Linked DNA regions of Mus musculus: region 2 is linked to region 1. Evidence: chromatin contacts called from public Micro-C data. All regions are on one chromosome and are shown on one strand. The core of a region is the stretch at or near the end of the contact, and the rest is flanking DNA. Distances in the headings are between cores, read along the strand shown.

What was found. Hi-C and Micro-C count contacts between places; a contact is called where the count stands out from the background.
Region 2: a contact with region 1 is called in a Micro-C map of granulosa cells, with 1.8 times the contacts expected there. The contact joins two enhancer-like sites.

Annotation. Positions count from the first base shown.
Region 1 is chr4:105,362,107-105,366,675 of GRCm38.p6, forward strand. No RefSeq gene overlaps it. Among named protein-coding and RNA genes, the nearest start is that of Gm40217, 45 kb to the left of the region's middle. Within about 2 kb of position 2,650, at least 47 of the 459 cell types and tissues checked have an H3K27ac peak or open chromatin away from gene starts, as enhancers often do. A contact at or near this core is called in granulosa cells, where this site is marked.
Region 2 is chr4:105,704,719-105,710,057 of GRCm38.p6, forward strand. No RefSeq gene overlaps it. Among named protein-coding and RNA genes, the nearest start is that of Gm29922, 140 kb to the right of the region's middle. Within about 2 kb of position 1,578, at least 14 of the 459 cell types and tissues checked have an H3K27ac peak or open chromatin away from gene starts, as enhancers often do. A contact at or near this core is called in granulosa cells, where this site is marked.

The sequences.
Region 1 (4,569 bases), core at 1,400-3,899:
AGTCAAAGAAACTCCGGCCAGTCATTAAGCATGAAGGGGGAGCTGGGGCATCAGGAGCTCGTATTGGGCTGTGACATCACCTGCCATTCATTTATGTGGGTGAGAATGATTTACCAGCAGCCCAGGGCACATGGGGAGAAAATGTAACTCAGCTTCTCCATACATTAGAAATGTAAATGGCGCCGAGGAAATGACCTGGGTGTTGAGGTAATTTCCTAGATGGACCTGCAAATTTCATTTGTCCTCAGTTTTAAGGCAAGGGCCAAGAAACTGGAAGCTGGGATGTGGATGGTTCTGGGAAGCAAGGGGTATATGGTCTCCATCCTTACCATCCCTGGTCTCAGTAGGAACTCTTGAAGTATACGATGTCATAAGCGTGGAATCGGGTAAGGCTGCAAGGGTAGGACTTTCAACTACTAATTGTGCCAAGAGGAAGTGTCCCTGCTGTGCTTTGCAGGTCAGCCCATTGTGGCATGCACAACATGGAACTATATATTCTTACAGTGTACGTTTCTCTGAGCTGAGGACAGAGATCAATACAACCACCAGCCTCCAGAAACTCTGAATATGATGTCAGAAACCAACTCATTAGAGGGGGCTATTCCCAGAAGGTGAGTTAAATGTGAGAGACACCAGGCAGAGCAGACTAGGGGCCCTGACCTAACATGATAGCTACTGTCAGTGGTAGCTGTCAGTTACTGTCCTTAAGGATTCATTAGCAGCATCCCATATGCCTGCATTGGTGAGCTTTCTAAATGGCAAATGTGGCCATGTCATTTCTTATGTATGCCTTTTTAGTGAAATCAGTTCATATAGACTGAATACCTGTATCTCCTCAAAGTCCTCATTAGATCCCTAGCCTCCACAGGCTTGGTATTGGAAAGCAGAGCCCTTGAGAGGTTATTAGGATCGTGTGTATAGTTGGTGCTCTCATGAGGACAGATGGGAACTTGCCTGTCCCCTCTCTTACTCACTCTGTGGTGACGCAGTGAAGGAAGGGATTCTTTATAAATGAGTAAGAACGCCCTCAGCAGACTCCTACTGCTCTAGCACCTCCATCCCAGACTTCCAGCCTCCAATGAGAAATGCATTCTCATTGTTTATAAGCCACGCAGACTGTGGTGTTTGTCACAGCATCCAAGCTACAGTCATTTAAAACAACAATAGCTAACACTGAGGACTTTCCATCTCTAAACTCCCTTCCTCCTCTCTTCCTCTCCTTACCCCCTCTGTGTGTGTCTGCGTGTGTGACGGAGAGACAGAGACAGAGTGACAGAAGATATAAGCTATCTATTGCTTATATGAAAGAGCCCAATCTGCCTTGCAAAACTGGTACTTCCATGATGCACCCTGACCTTTACTTTCCAGTCATTCCCTTGGCCAAGCCTGCTTGTCTGATTATTCCAAGGAACTCTGGTGCCTTGCTGTCTTCTGTGCTGTCTCCTCTGGTGCTGCCTTCCTGCCTGTCACCTGGGCTGTTGTTACTCATCCTTTTAGACCAGCTGCCTGGTCCCCACCTCAGGCCAGAATTCACATCTCTGCCCTTTGGGCCTTTACACATCAGGCTGGAAAAGCTCTTCCTCTGTTTGTCACATGTTGTTTCAGAACTCATCTCCAGAACCACCCAGGTGTTCAGTCTTTGTAGACCCATGAGGAGGACTGACATGTTCTGCCGGAGGCCCTTGCTTGGTAAACATCCCTTGTTTCTCTTACAGCTGTACTGTGAGCTCATGGAAGCCAATGTCTGTTTCTGTGGCTCCAAATCCCCAGCTCTCAGTGACTGGGAAATAGTGAATGGATGCATTAATCCCACTACATTTTCGTTAAGCTGCCCATTTTAGCTTGCATCACACTGCCCCACAACTGCCTACCACTGCCTACCACTGCTTACCACTGCCTACCACTGCCTACCACTGCCTACCACTGCCTACCACTGCCCACCACTGCCTACCACTGCCTACCACTGCCTACCACTGCCTACCACTGCCCACCACTGCATACAATAAGCCCATTTGAGAACAGTTATTTATTGACCTTATTTATTCTATTTCCTCTTTCTGCTCTTCACACTGAGTAAGTGGGATATAGTATTTGTTAGATAGTTGAGTCTAGATTCAGAAAACTCAGTTGTTTCCATTTGACTTTTTTTCCTTTTAAACTAAGTTAAATGACATAAGATAAAGTCAAAGTGTACCTTACAGAAAGTTCTAAGCTCTGGGCTTAAGCCAGAATCTCTCTTCTGACCTTGGTCAGCCACTTACTCAAGCTGAATTTATTTTCTTGGAATGATTTGTCAGCTAGCCTAATAATATCTCACACAGAAGGTGGTTCTGAAGATTAAACAAGACAGTCTACATGAAATGCTTGGCGCTAGAAGGTGTTCAACCAGAGTTAATTTCCGTTCGTTCACCCAGTCAGTGTCATGGCATGGCAGCAGCTCGACTGGTCCCTTCAGACTTCTGTAGGATCTTTGAGTATTAGACAAGTCTCACTTATGTCGCCCTGGCAGTTGGTTGTGAAATGGTGCCCTTGAAAGCTGACACTGGGCTGTGCCAGGAAGACATTAGCCTTCTCACAGCCAGTGCTATTTTGAGGTTTGATGGCTTTGGAGAGAAGATAACAGCTGACCTTTGTACTGATAGAGAATGCCTGTGTTCTAGGAGAAAGTGCAAAAACCTCGACTAATGCCAGCTGGAAAGAACTCAGTGTGCCCTGAAGTCGGGTATTCAAATGCCATTATTTTTATGCCAACATAAGAGTTTATTCAGGAAGTTGCAAAGAAGGAAAAAAAATCAGATTCCATAGCAATGAACTCCAAGGGAACTGGAAAGTTCTCTGGTCTTTTCTGCTTGCCTGTGTCCAATAGCCATGAACATGGAAAGACAGATGTATTTGCAAGAATGGTACCCCCCAGTGCTCTAGTTGTAATTCCAAAGGCTTGAGAGAGCAGAGAATCACTTTGTGTTTATGCTTCATCTTGACTGTGGGAGCAGAGAGCCGTTCTGTGTTCTCACTCAAGATCAAGGTTGGGAGAGCCACCATCAATGTAGCAGCACCAGTCATCCTGTCTGGAAGAATAGGCTTAGGTCACCCAGGCAATCCAGCCTGATAGGCCAGACCTGTCTCCACGTGATTAACCAAGCAATGTGTATGGCTTAAACATTAAACCAGCGGTGGGGTGCCAAGGAGAGCCAGGACTTGCCAGGGCTCAGCTCAGGCTGCTGTGGAGTTACATCGCAGTAGGACAGCTGGTTCTCATCCTGAAACAAATACAGTGTCTTAAGCAAGCACTTAGAAGCCTTGATTCTACTGGGTGCTGAGCTACACCCTTGACAGACGTTCCTTCCCTTGCTCATTACTTTGTGTGGCGAGCATCATGACTAGGAATGAGAACATGGAGCTGTGCTGTGAGCTCTGAGCACAGAGAATTAGAAATATCAGAAGCACATGGAAGAAAGGGAACAGATACTTTGAGGTGTTAGGGCAGTAGAAACAATGAAGTTTCGGGATCAATCAAAGGGAGGACAGAGGGGAAAGGAAGAAATATCAGAGAGTCCCTCTGTTTTTGCCATGTTGTTTGACAATGGGATAAAGATGGCACAGCTCACTGAAAAAGGTATGCTCAGGTAATAGCATGTTACTTATGCTTCCAGAAGACAACCAAGAAGAATTATTAAGTAAGGCATTGAATACATGGATCTGGAGCTTGGGAAGAAGGTATGGACCCGAGTTTGAACATTCCGTGGTCATCAACTCATAGTGGACAGCTCAAGCCAAAGGAAAGTGGGTGGAGTAAAAAGTAAATCAGGAAATGAAGTGTAGGGAAGGAAATTAAAGGGGACCGTTTATGCAAGGAGCATGAAGTAGGAACTGACGCAATTATTTTGAGAAATAATTTTCACTTACCTGGTAAAGATGGGTAAATCCTTTGGCCCTGAGAAAAAGTCAGAGAAGACATATAGAGGACACTCAGAGCAGCACGACTACACTAGCAACCCCCTGGAAACCCCTGAAATAGTCATCAAAACTACAGGGGCTGAATTAGTTGTGGAAGAGTCACACAGTGAATAGCGCCACCACCACAACAACAAAAAATTAACGAAGCAGGGCTTTGTGCAGCAACAAGAACGAGCATCAAGAACAGAATGTTAAGTGGAAAAAGAAAGTTGTATAGGAGAACATCCAGTATGATTCTTTTAATATAAAGTTCATAGGCTTGCAAAACTAAACACATGTGGTGAAACAAAACAAAACAAAACAAAACAAAAAACAGAAAAAAAAAAAAACCCAACCCAGTAAGGAGAAGATAAACACAGAAATAGAAATAAGAGTAGTGGTTGTTTTCGGGGAGGTGGGGAAGGGCTGGGATCCCAGTGGTGTTCATGGAGTTTCAGAGTCTGGAGTGGGGCATTTCAACTAAGGGCAGAAGGGAAAAGACAACGCCGAACTTATTCCTTTCCCTTTTTCTTTTGTTATCTTTTAAATGTAACTTTCATAACCTGGAACAGCAACAATCAATACGTTTTAAGACTTAGGTTTTGTGTATGTGTGCAGAGATGAGCATGTGTG
Region 2 (5,339 bases), core at 328-2,827, 340 kb after region 1:
TGTCAGACCAGACCAAGGTTCCACAAATTAACAATAATGCTAGCTGACCACCCACGAGTCAGCAGAGAACAATCCACTTACCTATAGTGATCTCTCTCCCCCTCTTCCCCTCTCCCCCTGTCCCCCTCTCCCCCTGTCCCCCTCTCCCCCTCTCCCCCTCTCCCTCTCCCCCTCTCCCTCTCTTTCTACTCCAGGGAAAGATTAACCCTGGTGGAAAATAACTTCAGTTCCCTGCCCCTAACCACCACCATCACCACATTCATGCTATTGATATTGATCACTTTTGAAGCAATTGTCTGCCAATCATCCTCCTAAAGCGGCCATTCACCTAGATTCCAACAAATCTCATTCTCTCTCTCTCTCTCTCTCTCTCTCTCTCTCTCTCTCTGTGTGTGTGTGTGTGTGTGTGTGTGTGTGTGTGTGTGTGTGTGTGTGTGATACAGCACTATGATGAAGGAGTAGTTTTTCAGTTGAGGATCTCTTTTCCCAGATGGTTCTCTCTTGTTTGTATCATGTTGAGAAGGAAGCTAAACAGGACAGGGGCCTCCGTCCTTTCTTCCTCTGCTCTGTTGCTGCTGGCCTGACCATTTGTGCTTCTCACACACGTTTCCACAGTGTGCAGTCCAAACAAGAGGCCCAAAGGAGGCCACGTAATCACAGAGAGCAATCATCAAACTTCGAACTGAGATAAAACTCTCCCTTTTTAAAGTTAATTGCCCAAGGAAAGTTGACCAACATGTTGTAGCAGACTAAAATTGGCCCTGCCATTGGCTAAAATACATTAAAACTGCATTTTTGCCTCTCCAGACAGAAGCAGTACCTGTATTTCATCAGGGTACACACCACACAATTCCTCAGACTGTACATACGCTTCTTTTCCACTGCCAGTCTGGTTTTTTTTTCCAGTAGTGTACACACTTACTGACTCAACTCTTTACTCATGTCTATGTTGATCTTTGTTTTGTCCACTGGTCTCCTCCAGCTGGAGGAGAAATGCTACAAACATGGTCTTTGTTGAGTGATATATCTCAAGCACCTAAAACACTGGTCACATTCAGTCGATCTTTAATAAATACTTGTTGCATCAACGAGCAGGGAAGGAGGAAGCAGCTCACTGTCTTGCAGGTAAAATGCTAGGGACTCACTGTCCTGTTGTGGTTAAGCTGGGGGCGGGGGGGGGGGGAGGCGGGCGGACTAAGCAAAGGTTAAGAAGCACATTTATGAAGCAGATGAATAATGGCTACTGTGTTGTCTTTAATAATATTATTTGTTCTTATCCATTAGACCTTGAGTCTGGTACAGGGATTTGGCCCAGATAAAACGAACAGAAAAACCACGAGATCAGTGTCTTTGGTTAAGGTTTAATGAGCTCCCAGGACTGCATGTTGAATTTGGAGGACAAAGGGTCAGAGATAGCTCACGATTCCTTTCAGAAGAACTAACGGATCACTTCATTAACTTTCTTCAGGAGGAAAGAGAGCCACGGGAATAATGCAGACATTTGGAGGAGCCTTCTCTAGTCATCCCTTTAGGCTCTGAGGAAGAAAGACTCTTGCTGCCAGATCACATTATGCAACTGTGTGTGTTTCACAATCCATGATGCCACGATCAAGGATTTGAAATATCCTTCAAGAATGTGTTTAAGTTTGTTTAAAACCCAATGTTTTACTTGACCTCAGAAGCCTCTCTCTCTCTCTTTTTTTAAACTTTTCATGAAACTATGCTTCTGTTGCTTGTAAAATTTGAAAAACCTTCATCTCCCTTCCCCAGGCATTCACATACGGCTTAAACTAATTCTAACTGGGGTTTAGTGGTCCTCAGTCTTCCTGATGCTGCGCCCCCCTTTAATACAGGTCCTCACGTTGTAGTGACCCCCACAACAAAATCACGTTTGTTGCCGCTCTATGAGTGTAATTTTGCTACTTTTATGAATCATACTGTAAGTATCTGTGTTTCTGTGTTTCCGACAGTTCTAGGTCTACCTCCCTGTCCCTCTAACCTTCTTTTCCACCTGCCCAGTGTTGGAGGGTTAGAAGGGATCCTGGTGAAGAAAGGTGGTGGGTATAAGAACCCAATAAAGTAGCTTAAAAATCACAGTACAGAGAACTGCAAAGTAAAGGAAGAAAGTGGGAGGTAGGTAAAATAAAAGAATGTTTAAACCACCAAAATGGAAGCTGTACGAGAGTGGGTTTACTCTAACTATATAGCACATGAGAGGTATCTCCGTGGCGGTACAGTAAACATGTCACAAAGCCACCCAGGCTCCCTCTAAGACAGCAGGGGATTCTATGATTCGTTCAATATCTAGAGCATACATACAAAGGATATATATTCTTAACCATGGAATGCCAAACTTTAATTAGCTGATGCTTTTGAGTTGACATTGAGGTCTTTTCTATAGAATTGCTTAACTTGGAACTTAAAAAGGGTAATTAAAATAATCCTTTAAAAATCAAAATGAGCGTCAATGAATTCTTTGAATGATATATTATCACCCAGCAAACATAGACACCCCTCTTTCTCACCAGATAATAAACATCCTCTCTATGATGTCAGTTCTCGGTCTTTCCTCACACTTAGTTCACAGTTATAAGCAATATGCTGGAGCACATAGAGTCTTTCTTCTAGTCATTATAATTTTTTTCTGTAGAATGTTAGTTTTCATGGTCGTAGTTTTTTGCGAATGCAATAAGGTACTGTTGGACTTCAGTTGATTAGAGAATAATTAATAATTCTGTCTCTACTCCCCCTCTTTTAGATATGAGATATAATGTATCACTTGTCTCACTTAAGTAGTGACTTAACAATGAAGGAAAGTTGATAATCAGTCACTCAAACACACTATTCTGAACATGAGTCAAAACGTCAAAGTACATTTTATAAATATGAACCAATATTATAGTCAGTAAGAACGATGATCTTTCTGTCTTGAAACATGGTGCCATAAACTTAGCTTAAGATCGGGCACCAAACAACCTCTCACAGGAACTTGAGAGCATCATTTTCCTGCTTCCTATTTCTGCATACATTTCTCAGACAGTGCTGCCTGTGGTGGGGTGGGAGGGGATCCACACCAGTGTCGATGTGTGAGCTCTGCAGCAAGCCCACTTTCATTATCTCAGAAGTAGCTCTATGTTGGAATGAGATGGTGACTTGTGTGCAGTTCTCTTTCTCTTTAAACCACAACTAAAATAGTCAGTGGAATTTTAAAGGGATTAAAAAGGTGTCTTGAAGCCAAAAGAAAAAGGGATACCATTCGCATTCCAGTTATCTCCAAGAATTCTGGAACTGGACTGAAGAAATGATGATTCAAACCCATGCTTGCTGATAAAGATGCCCAATTTCAGAGCAGCAGGCGAAAGGGATTCCCAAAAAAATGGCAACAACAGCCCCAAAGAGATGAAAAGTAAGGCTGTGTGGAACACTCGCAGAGCAGGGTCAGGCTCTTTGTTATCCCGTTTGAGGTTTTGATTCTATAGCAGAGATCAGCAAGCTTTATAGAAAGAGGACCAGCTAGTAAATATTTTCAGCTCTGCTGAACATGTGGTGTCTCGTGACGACTCACCTCGGACATCACAGCATGAAACCACTCTTAGCGATATCTTAATGAACAAGCATGGCTGTGCTCCAATAAAACTTTATGGACACCGAGGTTTGAATTTTATGTAATTGTCATGTATCCATAAAATATTATTCCTTTTACTCTTTCCCAGCCATTAAAATGTTTTCTTAGCTCGCTGGCCTTTCAAAATTGGGTGGCAGACCAAGCTTGGCTGACCTGTGGTAGCTTGCTAAGCAATAACATCAGAAGGAAGCTCTGGTTAGGGTCCTAGAGCATATGGGATAACTCAGAAGCACTGAGACGGCATGGCAAGCATGCGCACCAGGAAGGAGGCCAGTGGAAGATGTACGAGTTGACTGCTGTGAAAACCCAGCCAAACACATTGCTGGAAAAGGACTATTATGCAATTACTCAGCAAACACACTGGCCCTCTCACACACACGTATATAACATTCACAGACACATGCGCACACACCCCCAAATGTCACAAGTAATGTTTGGCAAACCAGTCTGTTCAGGAGAAAAAGAGTCAAGAGAACTGGACAAATTATGCATTCAAATGATCCAAATAAACATTCAAGATGTACACAAAGAGAAATACCCATACATTTTACCCATACTCAAAATCCTTATAAATAAGGTATATTAAAACAAACTAGTGTAATTTAATATATAAAATTGATAAAAAGCTCAGGGCAGCAATATCTGAAAAAGCTACAAGAAATGTGGTTACTCTCACCCTGTTAACAACGGTGTATTGTAAAATCACCCTTCAGCAAGCCACTCTACCGAGAGGAGGAGTTTACCCTGGAGGATCAAACAATGCTACAACACAAAGATTTATGTGTAAGGAAATTGATTCTTTCGATATTCCTTATTGTAGAAAAACAATTGCATCAATTCCGTTCCCTAGGAGAGGACTTGGGTAAGTATGGGATACCCAGACGTAGAGTTCTATATGGCTAATAAAATGTTTATAGGTTTTGTTTTGACATGAAAATCTGCTTATAATTCATTGTAAGTGAAACAAGCGGGTTCTAAGGCAGCGCCTCCAATGTGACCTCCACACTGGAAGGATTTTGCAGTCCGTGTGTGCAGCGCGTGGTGCATAAGAGAGTTGTACATATGTTTATGGAACTAGGGAACAAAACTTGCATGGACATGCACTGATGATTTAGTAGTGGTGCTCTCCATGTGTGCAGCCATCTTGTTTATAGATCCCTGGGGGGATTATGCTTTGCATTTTATGGAATGGGATCGCTGGGCAGGAGTCCTTCTGACGTCTCATATGTTTTCAAGGGCAGTCAGTGTTGCTGGGCTGTGGTGCTCCCCTGTAGGAATATACCCCACACTGTTCCAACCAGCACGCCTCCTAACGCACATGTGCAGAAGGTTTCCTAAACGATTTCTTTAGGATGAAATCGATAAGCTGTGAGGACTAAGCATTTTTAACTTTATTACTTAATGCCCAAATTCATAGCCTACCAATAATATGATACCCATTGTCCCAGAACTCTGACGAACTTTTGGCTATGATGCCGTTGAATGTCATTCCTTTTCTTTTTAATCTTTGTCTAGAATGTTGATTATTTCTGTTATTCCAGGAGAGGGTATGGTCTTCACATTTCAATTTACTCATTGGTTTGCTTCTACACCACTAATTTTCTTCTCAAGTTGCATAAGATATCACTTTTAGCCACTGAAGGTTTAATTGTACTAGGTACACTATAGTTTTATAAGTGGATTTTTATAATATTCCTGCCTTCATTTTTTTCAT